Linked DNA regions of Mus musculus: regions 1, 2, 3, 4, 6 and 7 are each linked to region 5. The links are chromatin contacts, called in public Hi-C and promoter capture Hi-C maps. All regions are on one chromosome and are shown on one strand. The core of a region is the stretch at or near the end of the contact, and the rest is flanking DNA. Distances in the headings are between cores, read along the strand shown. Region 1 holds the start of Kcnmb3 (potassium large conductance calcium-activated channel, subfamily M, beta member 3). Region 2 holds the start of Larp1b (La ribonucleoprotein domain family, member 1B). Region 3 holds the start of Plk4 (polo like kinase 4). Region 4 holds the start of Actl6a (actin-like 6A). Region 5 holds the start of Ccna2 (cyclin A2). Region 6 holds the start of Pgrmc2 (progesterone receptor membrane component 2). Region 7 holds the start of Mrpl47 (mitochondrial ribosomal protein L47).

The links. Promoter capture Hi-C pulls out the DNA fragments that hold promoters and counts their contacts. A called contact is a pair of places that touch in the nucleus more often than the background predicts.
Region 1: a Hi-C map of B cells shows a contact between it and region 5, with 5 read pairs. The contact joins the promoter of Kcnmb3 here to the promoter of Ccna2 in region 5. A contact is called at or near these places in 1 of 39 promoter capture datasets (cranial neural crest) and 1 of 484 Hi-C or Micro-C datasets (B cells).
Region 2: a contact with region 5 is called in a Hi-C map of CD8 T cells, with 4 times the contacts expected there. The contact joins the promoter of Larp1b here to the promoter of Ccna2 in region 5. A contact is called at or near these places in 1 of 39 promoter capture datasets (pre-B cells), 1 of 484 Hi-C or Micro-C datasets (CD8 T cells) and 1 of 9 other capture datasets (liver).
Region 3: a contact with region 5 is called in a promoter capture Hi-C map of cranial neural crest. The contact joins the promoter of Plk4 here to the promoter of Ccna2 in region 5. A contact is called at or near these places in 2 of 39 promoter capture datasets (cranial neural crest and pre-B cells) and 1 of 484 Hi-C or Micro-C datasets (embryonic stem cells).
Region 4: a contact with region 5 is called in a promoter capture Hi-C map of pre-B cells. The contact joins the promoter of Actl6a here to the promoter of Ccna2 in region 5. A contact is called at or near these places in 1 of 39 promoter capture datasets (pre-B cells) and 2 of 484 Hi-C or Micro-C datasets (B cells and natural killer cells).
Region 6: a contact with region 5 is called in a Hi-C map of CD8 T cells, with 6 times the contacts expected there. The contact joins the promoter of Pgrmc2 here to the promoter of Ccna2 in region 5. A contact is called at or near these places in 1 of 39 promoter capture datasets (pre-B cells) and 1 of 484 Hi-C or Micro-C datasets (CD8 T cells).
Region 7: a Hi-C map of neutrophils shows a contact between it and region 5, with 11 times the contacts expected there. The contact joins the promoter of Mrpl47 here to the promoter of Ccna2 in region 5. A contact is called at or near these places in 2 of 39 promoter capture datasets (liver and pre-B cells) and 10 of 484 Hi-C or Micro-C datasets (CD4 T cells, CD8 T cells, liver and 5 more).

What each region holds. Positions count from the first base shown.
Region 1 is chr3:32,490,325-32,493,582 of GRCm38.p6, reverse strand. Kcnmb3 (potassium large conductance calcium-activated channel, subfamily M, beta member 3) reads left to right here and starts at 1,614. Exons shown (of 4, transcript NM_001195074.1): 1 at 1,614-1,675. The coding sequence starts at 1,614.
Region 2 is chr3:40,949,177-40,952,396 of GRCm38.p6, reverse strand. Larp1b (La ribonucleoprotein domain family, member 1B) reads right to left here and starts at 1,747. Exons shown (of 10, transcript NM_001040399.2): 1 at 1,713-1,747.
Region 3 is chr3:40,798,182-40,801,325 of GRCm38.p6, reverse strand. Plk4 (polo like kinase 4) reads right to left here and starts at 1,375. Exons shown (of 16, transcript NM_011495.2): 1 at 1,043-1,375; 2 at 231-326. The coding sequence starts at 1,072.
Region 4 is chr3:32,706,965-32,709,972 of GRCm38.p6, reverse strand. Actl6a (actin-like 6A) reads right to left here and starts at 1,427. Exons shown (of 14, transcript NM_019673.2): 1 at 1,093-1,427. The coding sequence starts at 1,117.
Region 5 is chr3:36,571,305-36,574,478 of GRCm38.p6, reverse strand. It overlaps Ccna2 (cyclin A2), which reads left to right and starts at 1,441. Exons shown (of 9, transcript NM_009828.3): 1 at 1,441-1,698; 2 at 2,176-2,841. The coding sequence starts at 2,656. It overlaps Bbs7 (Bardet-Biedl syndrome 7 (human)), which reads left to right. Exons shown (of 19, transcript NM_027810.3): 19 at 857-1,336. The coding sequence ends at 990.
Region 6 is chr3:41,081,511-41,084,677 of GRCm38.p6, reverse strand. Pgrmc2 (progesterone receptor membrane component 2) reads left to right here and starts at 1,632. Exons shown (of 3, transcript NM_027558.1): 1 at 1,632-2,083. The coding sequence starts at 1,684.
Region 7 is chr3:32,735,209-32,738,136 of GRCm38.p6, reverse strand. Mrpl47 (mitochondrial ribosomal protein L47) reads left to right here and starts at 1,382. Exons shown (of 7, transcript NM_029017.2): 1 at 1,382-1,495. The coding sequence starts at 1,398. It overlaps Ndufb5 (NADH:ubiquinone oxidoreductase subunit B5), which reads right to left and starts at 1,074. Exons shown (of 6, transcript NM_025316.2): 1 at 932-1,074. The coding sequence starts at 1,055.

The DNA.
Region 1 (3,258 bases), core at 365-2,864, 4.1 Mb after region 5:
AAATGAACAAATTAATTCATTACAAATGATGAGATATGCTCTTTCTCTCTCTCTCTCTCTCCCTGGTGGATATGGCTCAAGATGCGAGTGCTCAATTGTTCCTTCACTGTGTTATCATGGACTCTAACTCTCTGAAGCTGCAAGCCCAGTTAAACACTTCCTTGTAGAAGTTGCCTTGGTCATGGTGCTTTATCACGGCAGCAGAAAAGAAATGCATACAGTTAGAATTCTTCAGTTGTAAGAATAGAATTCATAGGAGGTTATACAGCTGGCCCTGCTCAAGCTGCTTTCACTGGGTCAGCTGGTCTCCTGTAGCCTGTCTGGACGCAGCAGGCAAAACTAGGAAAGGGCAAACCGAAAGGTTCACACGTAGCCCCTCACTTCTGTCCTATTCTCCAACTGCCACACTCCCTATAGAAAGTCCGTAGGTTCCTCCCGTCCTTGCGAGCACCTCTTCCCCACAGGAGAGGGTTCACCCTTCGATGTTTTGAAAGAAGTAGTATCCATTTTCTGTTGAGGTCAGTCTGGACATTTGCTGCCTCCTGTGTCTTTAATCTGCTTCAGAAATCTAACAAATATACTGTGATAAATCAACATGACCCAAAACAACCTGGGGAGAAAGGGCTTATTTGTACTGTATACACTTGGACACCACAGTTCATCACCGAGGGAAGCCAGGGCAGGAACTCAAACAGGACAGGGACCTGGACACAGGAAGGGGCCTTGGCGGAGTGTGGCTTACTTGTTCGCCTCCATGGCTTAGCCGACCTGCTTTTTTTTTTAGCACCTAGTGCTACCTCCCTGAGCTCTGACCCTCTTGCCTTTGCCTTCTGAGTGGAAACTATTGTGCCAGCTGTAAATCTAATTTTAAAAATTAAACGAATTAATATTATGATTGCCAGGTGTGTGTGTGCATGACCTGTTTGTGCGCTTGTGTGGAATTCGAAGGACAGTTTGGTAGACTTGGCTCTTTCACCTTCCACCTTCACTGGTGTCTGGGCATGGAGCTCAGGTCACCAGGCTTGGCCAGATGACCTTTTACCCACTGAGTCACCTCACAGGTTTGTAAAGCTATTCTTTTATTCAGAACAATTTTATTCAGAAAAGGCTACTATATTAAGCCTGTACCCAAACATAATATTTTGAAAAAAGAAGGGAATGTGTCTGGGACAGAACATTTCCTCTTCTTACACGTTGTGTATTGGGTATGTCTGTCCCCAATTACAGAGTCCCTGGGGCCTCAGAACTTTCCACAGTCCTATTGGTCTCTATGACAATGCACCTGGTGAATTCAGAGGAAACACAGGTGTCAGGTGGAACAGGCGCCAGGCAATGCTGGGGGAGTGTTGTTGGCTACAGAACCACCTAGGTACTCCATGAGCAACTATACCTGAACGTTGCTTTGCAGCCAGGCTGCCTGAGTTCCCACCTCTCTAGGAAACTTCTAGAGGACCCCGCCAGCTCTGGATGCAGCAGGGGTCCTGGTGTCTGTGGCTAGGCAGGGAATTGGCAACTCCCTCTGGGACTCCACTTCCGATGATGCTTAAGCCTCCTGCGCTCTAAAAGGGCACAACTCAGGCGGGGAGCATCCGATCCAGACATCTCCTGGCCTCATGCAGCCCTTCAGCATCCCTGTCCAAATCACGCTACAGGGTGGCCGGAGGCGCCAAGGGAGGTAAGTTCCCCACCTGAATCTCCCATCAGTGTGCCTCCTGCTAATCAAGGCCAGTGTGGCTACAATGCGGCATGCTGAAAGCTGAGTTTGGTAGGTGCTTTGAGGAGGCCAGCTTGCAATGCCTCCCAGGTACCCCTACCACCCACCTCTACCCCACCCCCACCTTTGGTTGCTGTTTTGAGACAGGCTGTCATGTAGCCCAGGCTGGCCTCAAGTTCTCTATATTGTTAAGAATGATCCTCCTGCCTCCTGATCTCCAGTGCTGGGATTCCAGGTGTGGACCACTCTCTACCTGGGTACACAGGTGACACAGGTGGTGTGGGCTATGGATCCCAGCACTGAAAGCAGTGCTCAGCAATATATCTCTTGTACGAAAGAACAAAGAAATGACACCAGCCTTTGGTCTTGTTGGTGAAGCCTTAATGGTCCAGACCAAGATTCAGGTTCCAGCTCCCCACCGAGGCAGCTGCATGACTCTGGGTCTTTGCCCCTCATCTTATCTTGAAATAGAGATACTTGTCTTTGTGTGCTCTAGCACGGTGGTGCCTTCCTGGAACTCTCTAAACTAGACAGGCCTGCATATATTATGTACATTCTAGCTTTATTATTATTATTATTATTATTATTATTATTATTATTATTAAGACAGCATCTCACATAGCCTGGGCTGACTGCAAACATGCTCTGTACCTGATGCTGACTTTGAACTGCTCTTTCTGCCTCCACCTCTCAAGTGTAGAGATTACTGGTATTAACCACCCAACTATACTGAGTAAGTGGGAAGTGAAAAAGATTATTTTAGGACCCTTCTCCCCAAGGGTATGCAAAGCAGAAGAATTTTGAAGTTCAGAGGAGTGGGGCCTTGAACTCCTGTGTGAGAGTTGGGGCAGCAGGACAGTCAGAAATGGGCAGAGGAGAGCCATACCAGGCTTTTGAAATATGATATTAGAAATGTTCTGGTACATTCTTGGGAAGAGGACACCTTGAAGCCAAGCTCTCCCACTATAGAAAACTTGGGTGGCTCTTAGCAATATAAGCAGAACTGGGAGCTGGGTACTCATTAACCTCCAGCTTTAACTACTCTACTGGGTATTTGGTTTAGGGCATGAAGGAGAGGCATTGGATGGGTTGGGCGTGGGTTCCAGGCTGGTAGAAGGGTCAGACCACAAAGTAGAGAGGCTCGCCCAGCTATGAGCTAATGCCTTTATGAGCAGGCAATTACAGCAAGTCGCTTCGTGGCAGGAGACAGAATAGCAACCAAGCCAGCGAGTGAACGTGAAGATGCTCCTCATGACACAAGCAAGGTGGAAGACAGTCCAGTCTGCCCCCAACGCATCCCTATGCTCACTTCCCTTCCTGACATGCAGAGGTGGATAGCTTCTTATTGCTCCCACCCTGCACTTGGTGGTGGCTTTTTATCAACCTCACTTGCTGTTTCACAAAAAGTTGCTAAGCAATTTTGTATTTTTTTTTAAAAAAGCAAATACCCAGAAAGATTCAGGCAATGACAAAAACCTTTCAGCTGAAACAAACTTCAGGGAGGTAGTAGTTGAATGCGCATGCCCAGCGTCACAAACGCATGG
Region 2 (3,220 bases), core at 498-2,997, 4.4 Mb before region 5:
TCTGCACATACAGCTTGATGATAAAGCACTTGCCCAGCAAGCACAAAGCCCTAGGCTCATCCCCATGAGGGGGGAAAAGAATCTCCAGTTTCACTTTGAAACGTTTTAAAGTCTAGAAAACTGAGTTTATAAAAACTCGGAGCCAGGCGGTGGTGGCGCATGCCTTTAATCCCAGCACCCGGGAGGCAGAGGCAGGTGGATTTCTGAGTTCGAGGACAGCCTGGTCTACAAAGTGAGTTCCAGGACAGCCAAGGCTGTAAAGAGAAACCCTGTCTCCAAAAACCGAAAAGCAAACAAAACAAACAAACAAACAAAACAAAAACAAACACACAAAAAACTCGATTAATATTTCATAGTTCAATAAATATTATAATGCCTAGTACTCTGTGTAAATCTAGATATGGAGGGGTAACAGAGTGATCAACAGGTTTCTCTACGAAATTTTAAGAAGACTTGATATACCATGTTCTCTTCACTTATTTAGCAATGGTAGTAAACTGCTCTTTTCAGCAGGCCAGAATTGTACTAATACAAGATGGAGAGCAAAACTCAGTGCTTTTGTTTTGTTTTTCCTTAAGGTGTCAAAATTTAGTAAGAATTAATAAGGAGAGCAGAATGTCTATAATCCCAGTATCTTGAAGAAGACAGTGACGTGAGGATCAAGAATTCCACAACCCCCTGGGCTACACAAGTAGATAGTGTTTCAAAAAGCAAGCAAAATAACAAAAGCAAATAAGTTAGTGAGCATTTCTGCGTGCAAAACCTAAGAAACTAAATTGGTTCTGCGTGCAAAACCTAAGAAACTAAATTGGTTCAACATTTATCTCCCCCTACAGGAGAGATAAAACAATCACAATTGTACAGGATCCCTTCACCGCATTTGACCCTCACAACCCCATAAACATGCTCAAACTTCGGCTGTTCCACCAACTCTCCCCAGACCAGCGAAAACTTGCCAACAAAACAGCCGCAATTCCCACAGAAAAGTTCAGTTATTTTAGTGCAGTTTTATTAAAAAAAGAAAAAAAAAGAAAAAGGAGAGTTTTACTCAGCATTTCCATTCTAACTTTTTTCTTTTTGACTTCTCTTCGAACGCCTAATCCTCTACATCAATCGGCATACGCCACCAAATACAAGCCAGTCTTCATTTTACTTTCTAACTGCAGTTGCTGCAACCCAAATAAAGCCCCAAGGGCCATATTGCATGGGTCAGCATTCGAACGCAAAGGCACAACCCAATTGCTAACGCGCAGGCTACCGTGGGACCAGCTGTGCGATCCGGACTCTGAATCAACTGTCCTGTGTCAGGCATTCTGAAACACAACCACACAACCGCAAAAACACCTAATACCAGCTGCCTTCACAGCCACATCTACCTAGCAGCTTTTCGAGACTTTCGTTTCACCACCTCACTTCAGGAGCCAGCCCAATCGGACTTCCACTTACAAATCCGCTCGTCCCGACTCGCCTCTACTCTGTGTCAAGTTCCCGGAAACTTTTCCACGGTATTCACCGCGTCTAGGACGCCGACACGTGAAGGCACGAGCCCAGCACAGCCCCGCTGCCCAGTCACCCACGTCGTGCCCCTACCCGTCAAGGAGAACCTGAGGTCCCACCTCTTCCTGTCGCTCCCTCTCCTAGATGTCCATTTATGTAAATCGGCACGGTGAATGACACCTAGGAACCAAACACCTCCCGCGGACCGCACTCACCGGCCTCCGGGGAGTCCTGAGCGGGCGACGGCACGCCGGTGCCCACGGTGGACAGGTGCTGCGGCAGCTTCTTGGTCCACGGGTTCCCCTTTGGCGGCGGCGGCGGCGGCTTGTCCTCCGGGCCGGCTGCCGCTGGGTCCTCGCGGGCGTCCTCCGGTGGGTCCCGCGGTGCTGGCGGCGGCAGCGGCGGCGGTGGTGGTGGCGGCGGCGGAGGCGGCGGCGGCAGCGGCGGAGCCTCCCCGCCGAAGGGACCCCCGGGCGCACGCGCCTTGTGCGCCAGGTGCAGCGCCAGCGGCCTCACGGGCACGGCCGCTTGCGGCACGCTGTGTCCCAGCACGAGCGCCGGCGACGGCTCTCCCCGCGCACCCGCGCTGGTGGCGGCCGCGGCCCGCTCCTCCCTCGCCTCCTTGCCCTCCCGCTCGCCGGGCGCCGGCTGCTCCGCCCGCCGGCTCGTCGCTGCCAACAGCGCGTCCCGGTCTCCGGCCACGGCGGGCGGGTCCTCCCGGGTGGCAGCGGCGGGCACCGGGGCGCGAGCGGACATGGCCGGCCCCTGGCCCCAGCCTCCTGCCCAGCCGGGGGCCGTCCGGGTCCAGGGAGCCCGGCCGCCCCTCTCTCCACACGGGGGCACCGACCCGCTTCGGTCCTGGGACGCGGAACCCGCCCGCCGAGGCGTGCAGCGCCCGGCGTGCCCGTCCTCCCCGCCCGCCGAGCGGAGCGCTAACCGCCCGCCGCCTGGCCTCGTCGCAGCGCACGGCCGGAGCTCGCCACTCGCGCCGGGCGCGCCCGAGCCGCGAGCCCTCAGCGGGCGCGGGCGACAACGCGGCGCTCCAGCCAGTCTGAAGGATCTCTGGCGAGCTGCGGAGGCGCGCGCGGCCTGAGCCGGTAACTGTCCCTGAGGGCGGGGCATGCAGAGGGCGAGGCAGCCAGGGGCGGGGCGTGCAGAGGGCGAGGAAGGCTACTGGGCGGGGCGTACAGAGGGCGAGGAGGGCCAATGGGCGGGGTGGCCAGGTAGGCGGGGCGTTTATAGGCTGAGGCGGGCCGATGGGCTGGGCGTGCGGAGGCGGAGGCGTCCAAGAGGCGGGGCGCGCAAGGGGAAAGGCGTGCCAGTGGGCGGGGCGTGATGTAGGCAAGAGCCAAGATAATCAGCGTTCAGTAGGCCAGGTGCCCAAGGACCAGGGCGAGGGCCAGTCAGGGTGAGGGGCGGGGCGGGTAGAGGGCGAGGCAGGTTAGGGGGCGGGCACCCTGGAAAGTGACGTGGCCACTTGCGGGCATTCCCTAAACGCTGCGGGCGACCGCGGCCTGTGGAGTCTTCCCGAATGCGGCGGGCATGGTTTGATGAGAGCCCCGCCCTAGCGGATCGCGAGGATGAACCTGCTACGCTTGGGGAGCATCTTACGTCTGTGACCCAGGGACTAGGAGGACAATCTTCAGGAACCAGGAGGACCAGAAAGTCCATTTGCGCTAAGGTGAAACGCTTCAGGCTTTTCACGAGGGCGGGTCCTCAGGAC
Region 3 (3,144 bases), core at 126-2,625, 4.2 Mb before region 5:
TTAAGCAAGGTTAAGAGTCTCTTAAATGTCCTTAAATTCAGATGCTGTACTTAACAGCTGTCTTTTGGTTATGCAATGTATTATGCAATTATTACAAATGCACACATTTGGCAGGGTGGCAAGGTGCAGTCTTTAGCAGATAATGAGTGGGACATTTTAAATAGCATGCCTTCATTGCTCTCTAGTACCTTGCAAAAATACTGAAGAAACAATAACTAATACATTCTTACCATTTTGATTGCAACTTCCAAACCAGTGTGTATGGACTCAGCTCTGTAGACACCAGCAAATGATCCTTTACCGAGTAGATTTCCAACCTTAAAGTCCTTTTAAAAAAAAAATTAAGGATTACACGTGAGGAATCGCAGATCTAGAAAGTAAGAAAGTTGGGTAGGGGATGGGATGTGAAATGGGCCAAAGAGAAAAGGAGACATGGTTCAAGCAGCTGCCACACCTCGATGATGCAGGTGTCTGGGGTGGAAGGCATCTTGACGCTCTGAGAGATTTTCTGAGCTCCCTCCCTGATGGAGGCTAAGGACTCTAATGAGCTGGTTAGCTCGGGTCCCTCCTCTGGCCCACCAGGTTCCCGCCGCAGCTCCCGCCACGGTAACCGCCATCCCCGGGGAGGGGGCAAGCGGAGCGCGGCTTTGGAGGCGGGAGTGCGGACCCGACGCCAAGGGACCAGGACCGGGCGGGGCCCGCAGCTGGAGACACACCTGCGGGGTACAAGGCGCTCCCCTCCGGGCGGGGCTCCAGGGGGCGGGTCGCTTCGCCTGTCCCTCGGCGATCAGCCCCGCCACCGCCACCGCGCCTGCCCGCCTCATCCCCGCTTTACTAGTGTCACTGAGCACCAGTGAGCGCCTGAGCCAGACTGGGCCTCAGCCTCAGCCCGCTAACCCGTCTGGTCTCCCGTGTGTTTGTGCCGAGCCACAATGGACCTCCCCTCAGCACTGCGCTCGGTTCACCTCAGCTCACTGGGTCCCGGAATACCAGAGTCCGCCTCCATCGGACCTTCCCTCAGCTCCGCGCCCGCCGGCCTCACCTCGATCCTCTCCCCGATGCACGCCGCCATGTTCCCGAGCCGCCGGCGCCCGGGGCTCGGCCTTCTCGCAGTCCCTCCGAGGCAGCGCTCCGAGAAGCCAGCAGGTCTTGGCGCCCATCAGGACGCCTTCTCTACGCCGCCGCTGGCGACGCCGCCAACGCCACCGAAAGGTACCCCCGGTACCTCCCGAGGCCTGGGCGGCGCCCCGGAGCTCCCATTTTGAAAAATTCCCGCCGGTCTCCGAACGAGCCAGCCTGGCGGTGACGTCAGCACACTCTCCACTTCTTAGAGGCGGAGACCGACACGCATGCGCAGCAGGGGCTTTCCCTCGCTCTAGGCCGGAAGTGGGTTTTAAGTTTGACGGAAAGCGGTCAGTGTACGACTGACCGTAGCGCGGACGCTAATAATAGGTTACGTTTTGACCTGAAGGATAATAGGGCTTTGGCTTCCCGCAGAAAGTCTTTTAAATAAGTGTGTAGGTTTGGCCTAAAGAGAACTAGGGGGAAAAGTCCATTACTTTCCTTAGAACAGCCCCGAACCCGCCAGCCCACCATGTACACCGTTGTGCCATTTTCCTTTTTTACAGCTATTAATGTGTGGTGCTTTAAGATGAACTGTATAGGGAAAACACCGACTCTAAAGTAAAAAAAGCCTGGGGATGTACCTAAGTGGTAAAATGCTTTCCAAGCGTGGACATGTCCTTGGGTTCTAGTTTCTTCTTTCCCAGCAACCCGCTGCCCGGACAGATATTAAAGGTTGGACACAGCGACGCACTGGGGTTGAGTCAGTCCATTCTTGGACTCTAAGGAGTTCCAGGCTAACCTGGGCTACCAATCTTACAAATTTATTTTGAGCCATATGTGAGTGACCTAGGCTAAGTCATTTTCCTCTAAAAATGTTTTGAAGAAAGAGTAGTGGTATGGATCTTTACATTAGTTGCTAGTAAATAATCCGACAGGGGTTTGCTTTTTAGCCTAATTGTTTTGAGATTTTTTAATCAGATGCAAAAAGATCCAAAGTAGTGACTTGTTTTCTGAAGATCCTCAATAGTGTGTTCTCTCTGTGTCTGTGTTTTATCTCAACTCCTAATAGTGTTCCAATCCAGGTCTAGATTGCTATCCCCAAATGCCAGTGATTCCAGGACAAGAAGTGAGGCAAGGAAAGATTCATTTGGAAAGACAGCAAATCAGAGATGATGGCACCTGGGTGGTCAGGGGGTCTATCAACAAAGATGAGTCGTCTTAGTGGGGGCCTGTGTCTCCAAGGGCAATTTATAGTTAGGAATAAGAGGAATAGGCTAGCGGGCACTTTTAAAAGGTTCTATGCTGAGTGAGGTCCTCATTTAGGACCTTTTTGTCTTTGGCTGCAGTATCCTTGAGACAATTAAGGCCAACCTCCACACATATTTAAATGAACACGTTATCCTGCAAGCAAGGCATCACTTCACAAGTTTCATGCTTTTCAGACACTGTGCACATCTCAGGGGTAGGAGATACCGACATAGTGAGTGAGACCTAGCTGCTGTGGGAGAGAGCCATATTTGCCTATCAGTACTCAATGCTGTCAGCTAGCCTCCTGTTATCCACGTCCAGGGGCTCTGATGCCACCTTCTGGCTCCTATCGACATAGCACTCATGTACACAAACCTATACTCACATAAACTCACGTTATAAAAATAAAATCTACAAACAAAAAAGCTGATCTCATGTACAGAACTTTCTCAAAGCTGTTTGAAAACAAAGCACCGTGCCTGCCGGATGGAGCTTGTGTGAAGATACTTTATAATGAACACGTAATTTACGTACACACAGGAATGATTGCACATCAAAAACAAAAACCTGCAATTTAATGGATTCATTTGTAGTTTAAGGAATGTTTACATTCATAGAAGCACTCTCAATTTTCAACATGATTTAACATTCTAGAATTCTAATTTCAAGCACACTGGCATATTAGAATTTCCCTTGCAGTGTCTTAATAGGCAAATAAGATTATTATGACTCAGGGTCATGCTATGCACCTCAGGCTGGCCTTGAATTCCAGAGCTAGATTTTAGATGTGTGCTACCCGATCTAGTTTCATAGATGATTTAGACTGTTGCT
Region 4 (3,008 bases), core at 178-2,677, 3.9 Mb after region 5:
GTGAGATGGGTAATTTACTAACTTCTCTGCTACAGTTTAATCCGAAAAATGTATTTAATACTTACCTCATAGGATAGGATGACTAAATGCCTTGAATGTTTTAATGTATAAAGCACTTACAGTGCTGACAAACAATAAGCCGATAAATATTAGCTAACGGTAATTATTACTGTCACACTTCTTGCCAGGGAAAAGACTACCGTTCCTAGAGAAACTACTATAGTTTATTCTCAGAAAACCCTACACAGCAGTTAAAATGAGTGGGCACAGATCTACTGACTCAATGCAGATATAGATTTGTTAGTGTGAGGATACTATTTAACTCTTGATGGGTGCGTGTTACCTGTACACGGCAGAGAAAGGAATACCCCTGCCTCATCCCAGAAGCAATTTGCTCCCAATTTACAACGAGTCTTTAAACTTTGAGCTGGTTGTTTAACTCTTGCCAATATTTTTTTCTTCGTTAACGTGAGGGATGGCAGCACCATCTCCTGTCAACATCCCCCCTAGAGGAGAGTCTCTAACTAGGTAACTACTCTTAAACAAAACAGTACTTAGAAGCCTTGTTTTCGTTATCGCCGATCTAGAAAAGGCTCCCGCCCAGCCGGACAGGAGAACTGCAGCCTGTACCTCAGGGATCCGCTCATCTGGGGACCGAGCACGCCTGGAACGATGTCCAGGCTGTAGTGGCTGCTGAAGGACCCAGAGCAGCAGCCGCAACACCGGGCGCCACTCGCACCCAGTGCCAACCCCGGGGGCCCGGAACCTCCGCGAGCTGCCCGGGACCAACGCGCGGCGGAACCGGTACAGTGAGGGACCCGGCGTGCCAGGGACTGCCATCAGAGCCCAGCCGGTAAGACGCGCCAAGGCCCTTCCTTGAGGCCATCTCGGAGCAGCGACGGGACAAGCCGGAAACCTATTGCGCGCCGGCCCGGGTCCGAAGAGAAGGAGAGGCCGTGGCCCATACGGGGACCGGAAGCACCGTCCAAAGACCGGAAGGGCCCGCCGAGGACCGGAGGGAAACGGAAGCGACTAGGGACCAGGCCGGTCGTTCCGGTCCGCACGCCCCGAGGCGCCGCTGCGCTCACTCACCTCCGCCGTACACGCCGCCGCTCATGGCTACTGTCTGGCGGGGACTGGCCGAAGACTACCGGACGAAAGATAACAGCGGCGTGACTCCTCTCCCTGAGAACGCCGGCCCCGCAAGCCTGCAACTTCCAACGCCGCCCCCTCCGGCAACAAAGCAGCGGCCGCACGCCCGCTGCACAGCCACTCTTGCTGGTTTCTCGTATCAACCAATGACAAAGGGTCCGGCTTAGTCATTAGCCAATCAGAGTGTGGCGCTGCTGCATCCCCGCGCGGTTTAGCCGTCTTAGCCAATGGAAGGCATCCGTAGGGGCAGGGAGAGGGAGAAGCGACAGAAGAAGGGAAGGTGTTGGGGTACGGGCAGGAGGGGGCGGAGCTTCGCGGGCGGGTGAGGTGGGTGGAGCTTCGCGAGCGGCCGGTAGGGTGGACCGAGCTTCCAGGAGCAAGGCGGGGGGAGTGGGTGGAGCTGTGCTTCGCGCGCGAATAGAGTAGGAGGAGTCTTAGGTGGGCGGGCGAGTGGGAGGGGCTTGGTGCAGGAGTGGGCCGGGTTTCGAGAGTGAGTTAATTAGGTACTGGGAATTAAGAGGCTTGCCTCAGGCCATCAACCGCTCTGGTTCTAAAGGATGGCTGCTCCCCAGGAGCCAAAGGAACTTGAGTGCAAGGAATCTGGAACTTGAGTTAGTTACCTGGGAGAGATCCCTGGCCTTTGATTGTGATGAATTCGGAATTTTTTTTTTTTTAAGCAGAAATACTTCAACTAACATTTATACTTGAAAAAGAAATGTGCACTTCACTTTGAATTAATCAGCAAATCAGATATAATAATAGGATCCATCATTTTAAACAATGGCTATTTATATTAAAAGACAGTACATTTTTCCAGCTAGATTTAGATAGCATTTAAAAATCATGACTTCAGTTTCTTTCATTTCTGTGAAAATCATTCACCAAGCAAGTGGAGCACTATTCAAGGAAGCACCCATTTGTAAATACCTCCCCAATCCGTGTCTACTGTTCTTAGTCTACATCTCTATCAGTGTCGCCCAGAACACTGTCTTTTCTTACCCCAAATTACTGCAACAATTTGTCCCTCTGCTTCTCTAGGCCTTAGATAGCCTGATCTATATAACCAAAGGCCCAAACCAGTCCTGCCATTCCAAAGCTCAAGTGTAATGTAGCTCTGTACCTGGTAGCAGTGCTTAAATTGAAGTGTCTAGGGTCTAGCTACATAGTGGCTACTTGTAACCTTAGGTGGGTTGAATAAACTCTCATCCATTTCCCTGCCATTAAGGTGGCAGGAATTGACCTGTCTGTCATAGGTTCAGGAATAACGCTAGTAAGAAAATGCTCTCCCGTTCACTTGACACTGTGTGCTGTGAGCTGACAGTGATGGTTTGGATTTGGGTTTTTTGAGAGAAAGTCTCACTGTGTAGGCCAGGCTAGTCTCCAAGTTGTAATCCTCCTGCCTCTGCCTCCTTGTACTGGAATTATAGGCACATGCCACCGTGTGTGTATTACTACATTTTAAATGATTCAAAAACAGTTTTAAGAATACTATGATACTCCCATGTCAGAAACCTTGTGCTGTGTTTTACTGGAGCATAGCCAAGCTTATTCACAGCTGTGCCTGAGGTGATGTGTCTGGTTAAGATGTAGAGCACATTACTGCCAAGTGACCTGTGGGAGGGGTTGCTTACTTCTCAATGTATGCAACACCTAACACAGCCTGCCTCAGTGCTGTGTACTGTGGTCCCCATGATCAGTGCTCACTGCCGATCAGCACCCCAAAACAATTCTATTTCCAGTCATGTTTTCATGTTTGACTAAATAAAACTGATAGGTTATTATGGACTGTGGTTCCAAGCCAGGCATTGTGGCACACAGTTTTAATCCCAGAATTCAAGAGGCAGAGGCAGGTGGAT
Region 5 (3,174 bases), core at 192-2,691:
CACTAACCTGCCTACAGAATTTATTATGCACCCAAGACTTTCTCACAGATGAACAGTACTGATATCTGAGTGTTCACTATTCGGCAAGCACAGGGTCTCTTAAAATATCCTTACATGATGGTGTTGCAGATCTACCGTCTCTCATCTGTGATTCCAAAATCTAGGAAGCAGCTTTGAAAACCAAAGTTTACCTTTGTAAATCATTTACCAGCAAATTGTCTTAATCTGATTGACTTCATGATAAAACCTGATTTAAACTGACACGAAGCTTTTTCTATTTTTTTTTTAAATCCCACTGAGTGCAAGTATTCACCTGTTTATTGTAAAAGCATTGCCATTTTGTTAGCAGATATCAGCACTCAGTCTCATTGGACCAATATAAAAAGTATCAATGGTATATTCTTTTTCTCTTCCTAAAATATACTTTTTTTCAAGGGTCTTGTATAAATAATAGACAACTTGAGTTGTCTCTGTGTTACATCTTGAAAACTCAAAGGTGCAGTAATTTCCCAGACCTCTGCACCCAGTAAGCCCATGGGTGAAGTGCTTCAGTTCAGACGTTCTTCCTGATGCAGCAGCAGTCAGTCGCTGGGATGCAGGGTGCACCGACACAGATTCAGAATCGCGACCAGTGGCTTGTCTAGGTCAGCAGTTGCAACCCATTGTTAGAAGGTTATCAAATATTTATGTCTTGAAAGTTGCTTCAAACCTTCTCCACATACACATCTGTTTTTAAAAACACCAACCTCTTCCAGGCTTGTATGTGTTGAATAATGGAGTCTCAGGTGGTGAGAGAATGCCACATGCATTGTTAAAAGAACTAATCAATAACAAGAAATAATATTTTTCTTCGTAGGTATGATTACTGATCTTTTTATAGATAAATTTAAGTTCAAAGGCACTAATGTAAAAACCAAAGTACCCATGCTCCTGGAGATTCTCGACAGCTACGACCAGAACACACTGATTTCTTTCTTCGATGCAGCATGAAAGATAAACAAGGTAGGCCAACAGGACAGCCGAAGAAGCAAGCAGAGCCTGATCAGACCCGAGGCACCTCAGATGGACGTCCCACATGTAATCAGAAGAGTGACGGCCTCTAAGCATCCCCCTACGAGTACCCATGAAAGTCCTTTTTATTGTGTACTTGAGGGGAAAAGAAGATCTTTTAGTCATTCATTTCAGGGGAATATTGCATTGAAAGTTTTAGAATACTATTAAATAAGAGCAAATAAGCTGTCTTTTGTTTTCAAAGGGTAGTTATGAAAACAATGATTACATTTTATTATATTTTATGTATGATTCTTAACTATTAAATGTGAACATTTAAGGTAATATACTTGTGTCTTTATATATTTATTTAGGTTTTGTATATATTTCTCTGTGTGTGTGTGTTTGGGTTGGTTTTTTTTTTTTTTTTTGTGGTTTTTGTTTTGTTTTGTTTTTCGAGACAGGGTTTCTCAAGACAGGATTTCTTTGTGTAGCTGACCTGGAACTAACTCTGCAGTCCAGGCTGGCCTTGCACTCAAGAGATCCACCTGCCTCTGCCTCCTGAGATGCCCGGAAAAGGCTTGGCCATCGCCTCCTGGCTGCCCGGTTTTCTTATGAACACTTTTTTTCTACTTTTGAGACATCATCTCACTACATAGCTGACTTGGACTAACTTGAATTCAGAGATCTGAAACTCTGGGATTAAAGGTATGTACCACAATGCACTTCATTTCTAAATGTAATATCTATTTGGGTCAGTGGAACTTCATGGTCTGATGTCACAACCAAGGATTAGCAAAATTAATGGACAGCTGAATTTCTTGTAGTACACCACTTGTTATCAACAATAGCTCATGTTGGCATTTTAAATTAACCCATCTTTAATTGGGGGTGGGGGTGGGGTAGTTTACTGGAATGCGGGGCATAGAGACACGCCTTTAATCCCAGATCAGTGAGCTCTGATAACGGATATCAGTGAGTCACAGGACAATTGGGACAGCATTATGAGACCCTGCCTCAAAATCAAACAACAAACAAATGATATACAGGAGAGGTGAAACAATAGTAAACAGTAAAAGTTCCAGCGTTTCCCTATGTTGTATGGCAGCATCACAGAGAAAGAGAAAGGAGTAGTGTACCCAGGACGGGGCAGTTTGTCATTCAGATCCATACGCTCCTGCCTAGGCGCCACCCAGCGACCAGGAGAAGGCGCTTCACCCCTTAGCTGAGGCGAAGGCCGACACCTCGAGGCCCCGAGGGCTTGTCTGGACCGCCCAGCGGCTCCGGCAGGATCCTATGAGGCTACAGATCCACTGAGCAGCAGAGATCGGCCGAAAGCGGCCGCCCGCCCCGCCCTCCTCTGCGCAGGCGCGTCCTCAGGCTCCCGCCCTGTAAGATTCCCGTCGGGCCTTCGCTCGCGGCGACCGGCGCTTCTGGTGACGTCACGGACTCCGGACGCCCTCATTGGTTTATTTCAATAGTCGCGGGCTACTTGAACTACAAGACCAGCAGCCGGCGGGCGGCGCGCAGCTCGCGGCTCCTGGGCTCTACGCTCCTCCCGCCTGCAGCCTCTGCTCCGCGGGTCGGCCGCCAGGGTCCCGCGCTGCTCCGGAGCGGCGGGCGCTGTGCACGCTCTGCCGCCGACAGAACCGGACCGGAGCCGCGATGCCGGGCACCTCGAGGCATTCGGGTCGCGATGCGGGCTCAGCCCTGCTCTCGCTGCATCAGGAAGACCAAGAGAATGTCAACCCCGAAAAACTGGCGCCAGCCCAGCAGCCGCGGGCGCAGGCGGTGCTGAAGGCCGGGAACGTGCGTGGACCCGCGCCGCAGCAGAAGCTCAAGACTCGACGGGTAATAGGGCGCGGGGGTCTGGAGGAGGGCCGGGCGGGAGCGGTCCTGGGTTTAGCAGCCCAGAGGGCCGGAAAGCACGCTGAGCATTCCAGGGGGAGTCAGGCTGCAGTCTTCGCGGTCCGGGCGTTTCTAGTACCAAATAGTCCCACGAGCTCTGCCGACCCGTGTAGACCGCCCTTCGGCACTAGTGGCGCCGCGTTCCAAAAAATGCCCGGGGTCATACCAAGCGTTGCCACTCGCGTGTCGACTTCCCCCAGCTGTGTACCTTTCCCTCCACTTTTAAAGCCAGGCATTGCATTAGGATGTAGATCCCTTCCCCCTCACCATCTGCTT
Region 6 (3,167 bases), core at 383-2,882, 4.5 Mb before region 5:
CAGGAACTGTGACTTCTAACCCTTCTGGTGACTACTGAGGTTGGCCTGTGCCAATCTGGCTTTACTCCCGTTCTTGCAGTGTAAAGATTATATGGTCACTTACTAATTCTCAATTAAAGACAACAGCTCTGACTCAAAAAAAAAAAAATTCTCAGACTGGGATTGGCAAAATATAGCTTACAGGCTGTTTCTATACCTACTCAGGGGCTGAACCGACTTTAACGTTAAGTGATTTAAAAGTCATAATGATGGGCAAGGGAATGTGCTTGCTGGTATGCAAGTTCATGGCCATCTTCATCTACATATCAAGTGCAAAGCCAATCTGGAACACACTGAACCGTCTCAAAAACAAAAAGACGGTATTTCATGACAAATTCAAATTTCGGTGTCTCTAAGTACATTTTTAATAGAAACACTATCATGCTCATTCTCTATTATTTATGTAACAGTTGGGACAGAGAGACCTTATGGCCCACAGCACCTAAATATATAATCCATTACAGAAAAAAATTTCAGCACCTTCCCCCCCCCCCCCCCCAAAAAAAAGCCACGATGAGTCTTATGTACAATGGCTGGTTTCCCATCCTTTCGAGTGTTAAAACCTCTCTAGGGAAGTTATGATCACCAGTACCGTTAGTGGGTAGGGCTCTCCTGTCCATTGACACTAAAGACAGTTACCTAAAAACTAATAGCAGCCAGAAAAGCCCATCCCTACTTTTCTATACTGTTCACGCCAAAGCCTGAGTCAGCTCCTTTCTGAGTCAGCTCCTTTATGCCGGGTAGCTCACCCCTAGGCTGCCACCATTCGTCTATACCTGTCCCCCACCCCCGGTTGTTCAAAGTTATAAGGAACTGGCCATTCCCTGGATGCATCTTCCTTCCTCACAAGCAGAGTGACAGAAGCCTGTCAAACTAGCTGAGGGCGCGAGATGGGTGGAATTCACACTGGAAAGCACTCTCGCAGGCCCCGAGCAAGGCTATGGAGCTAGAGCCACAGGCTGCTTTATCCGCGCACGCCCACCGCCGGGGAGCAAAGCGCAGAAGAGCTTGCGTCCGACTCCTGTTAGGAGCACTGCCCAAAAGCAGCGTGGGCCGGGACCCGAGTGTCCGGCGCTGCTAGGGCTAGTGCCCGAAGCCCAGCTTCACACGCGGCCCCGCAGCTCACGCTCTATTGCGGCCTCCGCCGTGCGTCGTCACAGACGCGAACCAGCCGTCTCAGAGAGAAGCCGCTTCTGGGCGCACGCGCGCGCAGCAGGGAGGGGTTGCTAAAAAGAGCCCAGCGCGTGGCGTCCCAGGGCCCGCGCACGCGCCCTGACGGCGCTCCGCCCATACGCGCGAGTACGCACGCGCACAGCCGGCTCGGCCCACCCCCCCCCCGCCCCACGCACACTCTATTTTTCTTCAGCCCCGCCCTTCCCTTACACTCCCCAGGCTGAAAGCGTTGGGGCTGTGAGAGCAGGGAAGTGTGGGGCGAGGTGGGCGGGGCGTTGCCCGCGCGCGCTGCCAGCCAGAGCCCGAGCTGCGAGAGCGAAGCCAGACAACGTTACCCAGCCAACAGCCAATAAGCAGCCGGCGCTGCCACGCCCCAGCCCCTCACGTGATTGGCTGAGCGCCGCCTGGTGGGCAGGGCCGCGGGCTTGGGGAGGGCAGGGGGCGGGAGGAGGAAGGCGCTGGCGGGCAGTGATGGCGGCGGGTGATGGGGACGTAAAGCTAAGCACCCTGGGGAGCGGCGGGGAGAGTGGCGGCGACGGGAGCCCGGGTGGCGCCGGAGCGACGGCGGCGAGGAGCAGTTGGGTGGCGGCGCTGCTGGCGACGGGCGGGGAGATGCTGCTGAACGTGGCGCTGGTGGCGCTGGTGCTGCTGGGGGCCTACCGGCTGTGGGTGCGCTGGGGGCGGCGTGGTCTGTGCTCGGGACCCGGGGCGGGCGAGGAGAGCCCGGCCGCCACGCTGCCGCGCATGAAGAAGCGGGACTTCAGCCTGGAGCAGCTGCGCCAGTACGACGGGGCGCGCACGCCGCGCATCCTGCTCGCGGTCAATGGGAAAGTCTTCGACGTGACCAAAGGCAGCAAGTTCTACGGCCCCGGTGAGGAGTGAGGGGTGTCGGGGTGGGGATCCGGGACACCCTATCCCCGCCGCGGCCCCGCTCCTGGACCGCAGCCCCGCGCACGCCCCCAGCTGCGGGCGTCGTGGGGGGCTCAGTGGCGCCCCACAGACCTGCGCTCGGCGTTCCTTGCCTTTCCCAATCCGTATCTCCTCGCAGCTTTTCCTGGGGCTGAAATTCTCAAAATTGTTAAGAGTTGTCTCTAGTCACGTTGGCGTTCAACCTTTCCTCGGAGCGTTTTGATTTCTGGGCTTTGTCGGGGCAAGAGGGCTAAAGTGGCGATCCAAAGTTTTTGGCCCAGTGTTAAGACAGCTTTCTTCTTATTCTGGGTTGTCTGTTTGACACTTGCCTACTTTTTCCCTTCTCCGGACTTGTCTGCCGAGAGTCAGGGCTAGGGACACGTAGTTTCAAGTCCCAAGCCCTGGAGCTCGGTTTCACAACCACCCCGGACTCGTTTTCATTCTTTTTCTAAAAAGTCGGTTTGGGCTCCAAGATGCTTTCCAAGATTAACAACTGTATGTAAAATGAGGACGGACCAGAACGTAAACCTTAATAAGTAAGACTGGCAAAGATATTGGCCCTGAGTGTAGGGGGTGGAGCTCATCTGCCCAGGAGGCAGGCGTGTCTCTTGTCTCCGACTCTCTCAGTCTCTCCCTCCTTCCCTCCTCTCCTTCTTTCTCTGCTAATAGTAAAATAAGTATTCAAATACCCGTTGAAAATAAATTATTGTATTTTCCCTTAGCAGAATGAGACGCCTTGGGGGGGTGAGGGGGGGCACGAACCTAGAAGCGTCGAACTTCTCGCCCCCTGCCCTGCATGTGCTGAAGGTTTTACAACTTTACTTTCAGAAAATTACGTGGAAGGTAGTTGCCGTTAGAGGCCCTTTTGCAGTGTAGTGGTAATCTATATTGCAGATTGTGCAAATAAACTTCAGACCCCGGGTATCTGTTGGTAGCCCATAAAATTGAACAACATTGTGCGGCCTGGTTATGCAGTGCTTAATATTAAACTTTAAAGACAGAAGGGGAGGGGGAGGAGAAGAGAGAGCGTGAGTTGTAAGAATGAA
Region 7 (2,928 bases), core at 133-2,632, 3.8 Mb after region 5:
CAAATTGTATATCTCTAACCAAGGCCCTCTCTATGACTGTCCTGAGACCTGAGCTCTTTACCCCTCTTAGGCTCCTTTCTAAGAGAACAGTGGTTCTCAACCTTCCTAATGCTGCAACCCTTTAATGCAGTTCTTTGTGTTGTGACCTCCAACTATAAAATTATTTTCACTGCTACTCCATAACTGTAATCTTGCTACTGTTATGGGTCACAATGTGAACATCTGTGTTTTCCTACGGTCTTAGGTGACCCCTATGAAGGGGTCGCGACCCGCAGGTCATATGAAAAGCATGACTGCATTAACATACAGCAGATACAATCTGGGCTGAACCCAACTTTACACATTCACTCGCACTAGTCTTTTAAAAAAAAAAACAAACATAAAATATTTTCGTGGCCTTCTATGATGTTGTGAGGTCCACGGACACAGTTATTACCGTGCCTAACGGGCCTGTCACCTGGAGCCTTTTTACACTCGTGCCTAGGAACACCATGACAGCCTTCACTTCAGTGCGCTTCTCAGCAACTTCCTATCTGCGGGTTGGAACCAGCTGCAGGTGCCACGCACCCTGATTCTGCCCTGAGCCCAGCGACGCAGTGCAAGCCTGCAATCCCAGCCCTCGGGAGCCGGGACAAGTGCAGCCTCGGATCCCCGAGACCCTGTCTCAACAACGAAGTGTGTGCAGTTGCCCTTGGAGACGCGGGCAGCAGCTCCATGCCTGCCTAGCCTGGCAGCGAGGGAGCAGCGCCCAGCATGGCGTGGCAAGGCGCTTCGCAAACGCTGAGCTTAAACAAGGCCATCCGATCTGCAGCAGCTCTTCACACGAGAGCCCCAGGCCGACTTTGTCCCCGCTCTCTCCCTCGGAGGTCCCCAAGGTCACCTGGAAACAGCCCTCCCACCTCTCACCCGCGTCTCCGAGGCCGCCACCCACCGACAGTCTTCGGAAAGCTCCGCGTGAGAAAACTTCCGACTCCGAGTCTAGGACCAGCGCGGCGGCAAGACAGCGCTGTCAGCGCGGAGACCGAAGCCCGCTGCAGCAGGCTCATGGCCGCCATGGCTACACCGGCCACGGAAGGAAGTGGGGAGGGCTAAGGGAGCCGGGAGGGACAATCCACCAGTGAGGGCGAACGCTAGAGGAGGCCATATTGAGTGAGGGCAGCGGCCCGTTCCTGCGAGCTTCACAGGCAGGCGCTGGCGGACAAAAGTGACGACATTGTAGGTGGGGCGCCCAAAGAGAGCCCTGTAAACTCTATGGCAGACTTGGGAGATTGAAGCGAGAGCCGTGGGAGCGGCCATGTTTAGTAAGGGCAAAGCCTGTTCCTGTTTGCTTCACTTGCCTCACGCCGCCAGCGGAAGTGACCTCGTGGACACCGACACTGTGGGTCTCCATTAGAAACATGGCTGCGACCAGTCTAGTGGGTATTTGTAGAAGAGCCTCAGCGTTCCTGAAGGCAGCTTGTTCCCTAGTAAATCCCAAGGACGCTGCTCACTCGGGGTAAGTGGTGAGAGAAGAAATGACTGCCTCCGCCTTTGGGCGCTTCTTGCAGGATGCAACAGAGCTCTAGACAGGCCACCGCGGAGGCAGAGAGCGTGACCTTGCAGTCGCCTATCCTGGCGCACTAGTCCTCCTGCGTTCTGTCGCCGCGGGCGGTGGGAGCATCCGCTGCTCGGTGCTTCCTCGGACTCGCAGTGTCCTGGGGCTGGGTCGGTTGGGAGGGAGGTTTCCGAGGAGTCCTGAGCTGTGAACGGAAGGCTTCCCTCGGCGTCTTTGTACACAGATTGTCCGGCAGATGTTAAGTGATGAGCGTAGCTACGGCAACAGAAGCTGCGTCTGCGAGTGTGAGAATGACAGCTTACTCTTCACTGACACTTGCCAACAGGGAGCCGAGTTTTAGAAATAGTAGAGAGCAGATTAATTGAAGGAAGCAGTCTCTTCTATATTATTACACTAACTTTGCAAATTAGCTTTTTAAAACCTTGCAGAGTTGTAATTTGATCAGGGTGGCAAACTTGAATAAATGATTTCGTCTTCCATTATCTTGATCTGATGCCTTCCTTGACCTCTGACGGTATCAGGCACACACATGGTGCACATATATGCAGGGAAAACATTCAGATACATAAACCTTAAATTTGTTAATGAAATTATTTCAGTATGTGTGTGTGTGTGTGTGTGTGTGTGTGTTTTGTAAAAAATGAATACCTATCACTCAGAAAAGAGGCAAAATATTTTGAAGACAGTAAAACCAGTTATGCATTCATAGAACACATTGCCGTTTCTTTTTTAATGTTGCAGGTATACACTTGATTTTCCATCATTTCCCCAGGACAACAGAAACATTATTAGAGTAATAGTCAAAATATACCCTTAACCCATAGTAGCCAGTCATTGACAGTTGTCACATTTTTCAAGATCCCTGGATTTATGCTCTTTTTCTGCACTGTTGGACAGAGGTCAAAATTCAATCATAGACCCAAGGACATTGCCTTACTAAGTATGACCCTGTGGTCACACTGTGGAATACAGTGTTATTATTTAGCATATAATCCAAAATAAAAATAGGACTTGCTCTACTAATCCCTTCCCTTTTTTCTTTCCGCTTCATTGTCTCCATTCAGTTCCATTCTTTGCTTCAGGATCCAGTGAAGGATCATTTAGTGCAATAGTTGCCATTCGTCCAGTGTTTCTTTTTTCCTTTGTCATCACACTGGCAATTTGGGGTAGGATTTTGTTTTGTTTTGTTTTGCTTTGTTTATTTCTTCATAATTAGTTTCAAGTCAGGAGTCATGGACATAGCTCAGTGGTAGAGTACCTAGCATGCCTGAGGCCCTGGGCTTAATCCTCAGTACACAGGAAAACAAACATAAACTCCAGTCAAATACTCTTGGTTTGGAAGACAGCACTTGTGAAACATTTTACATTGTGTT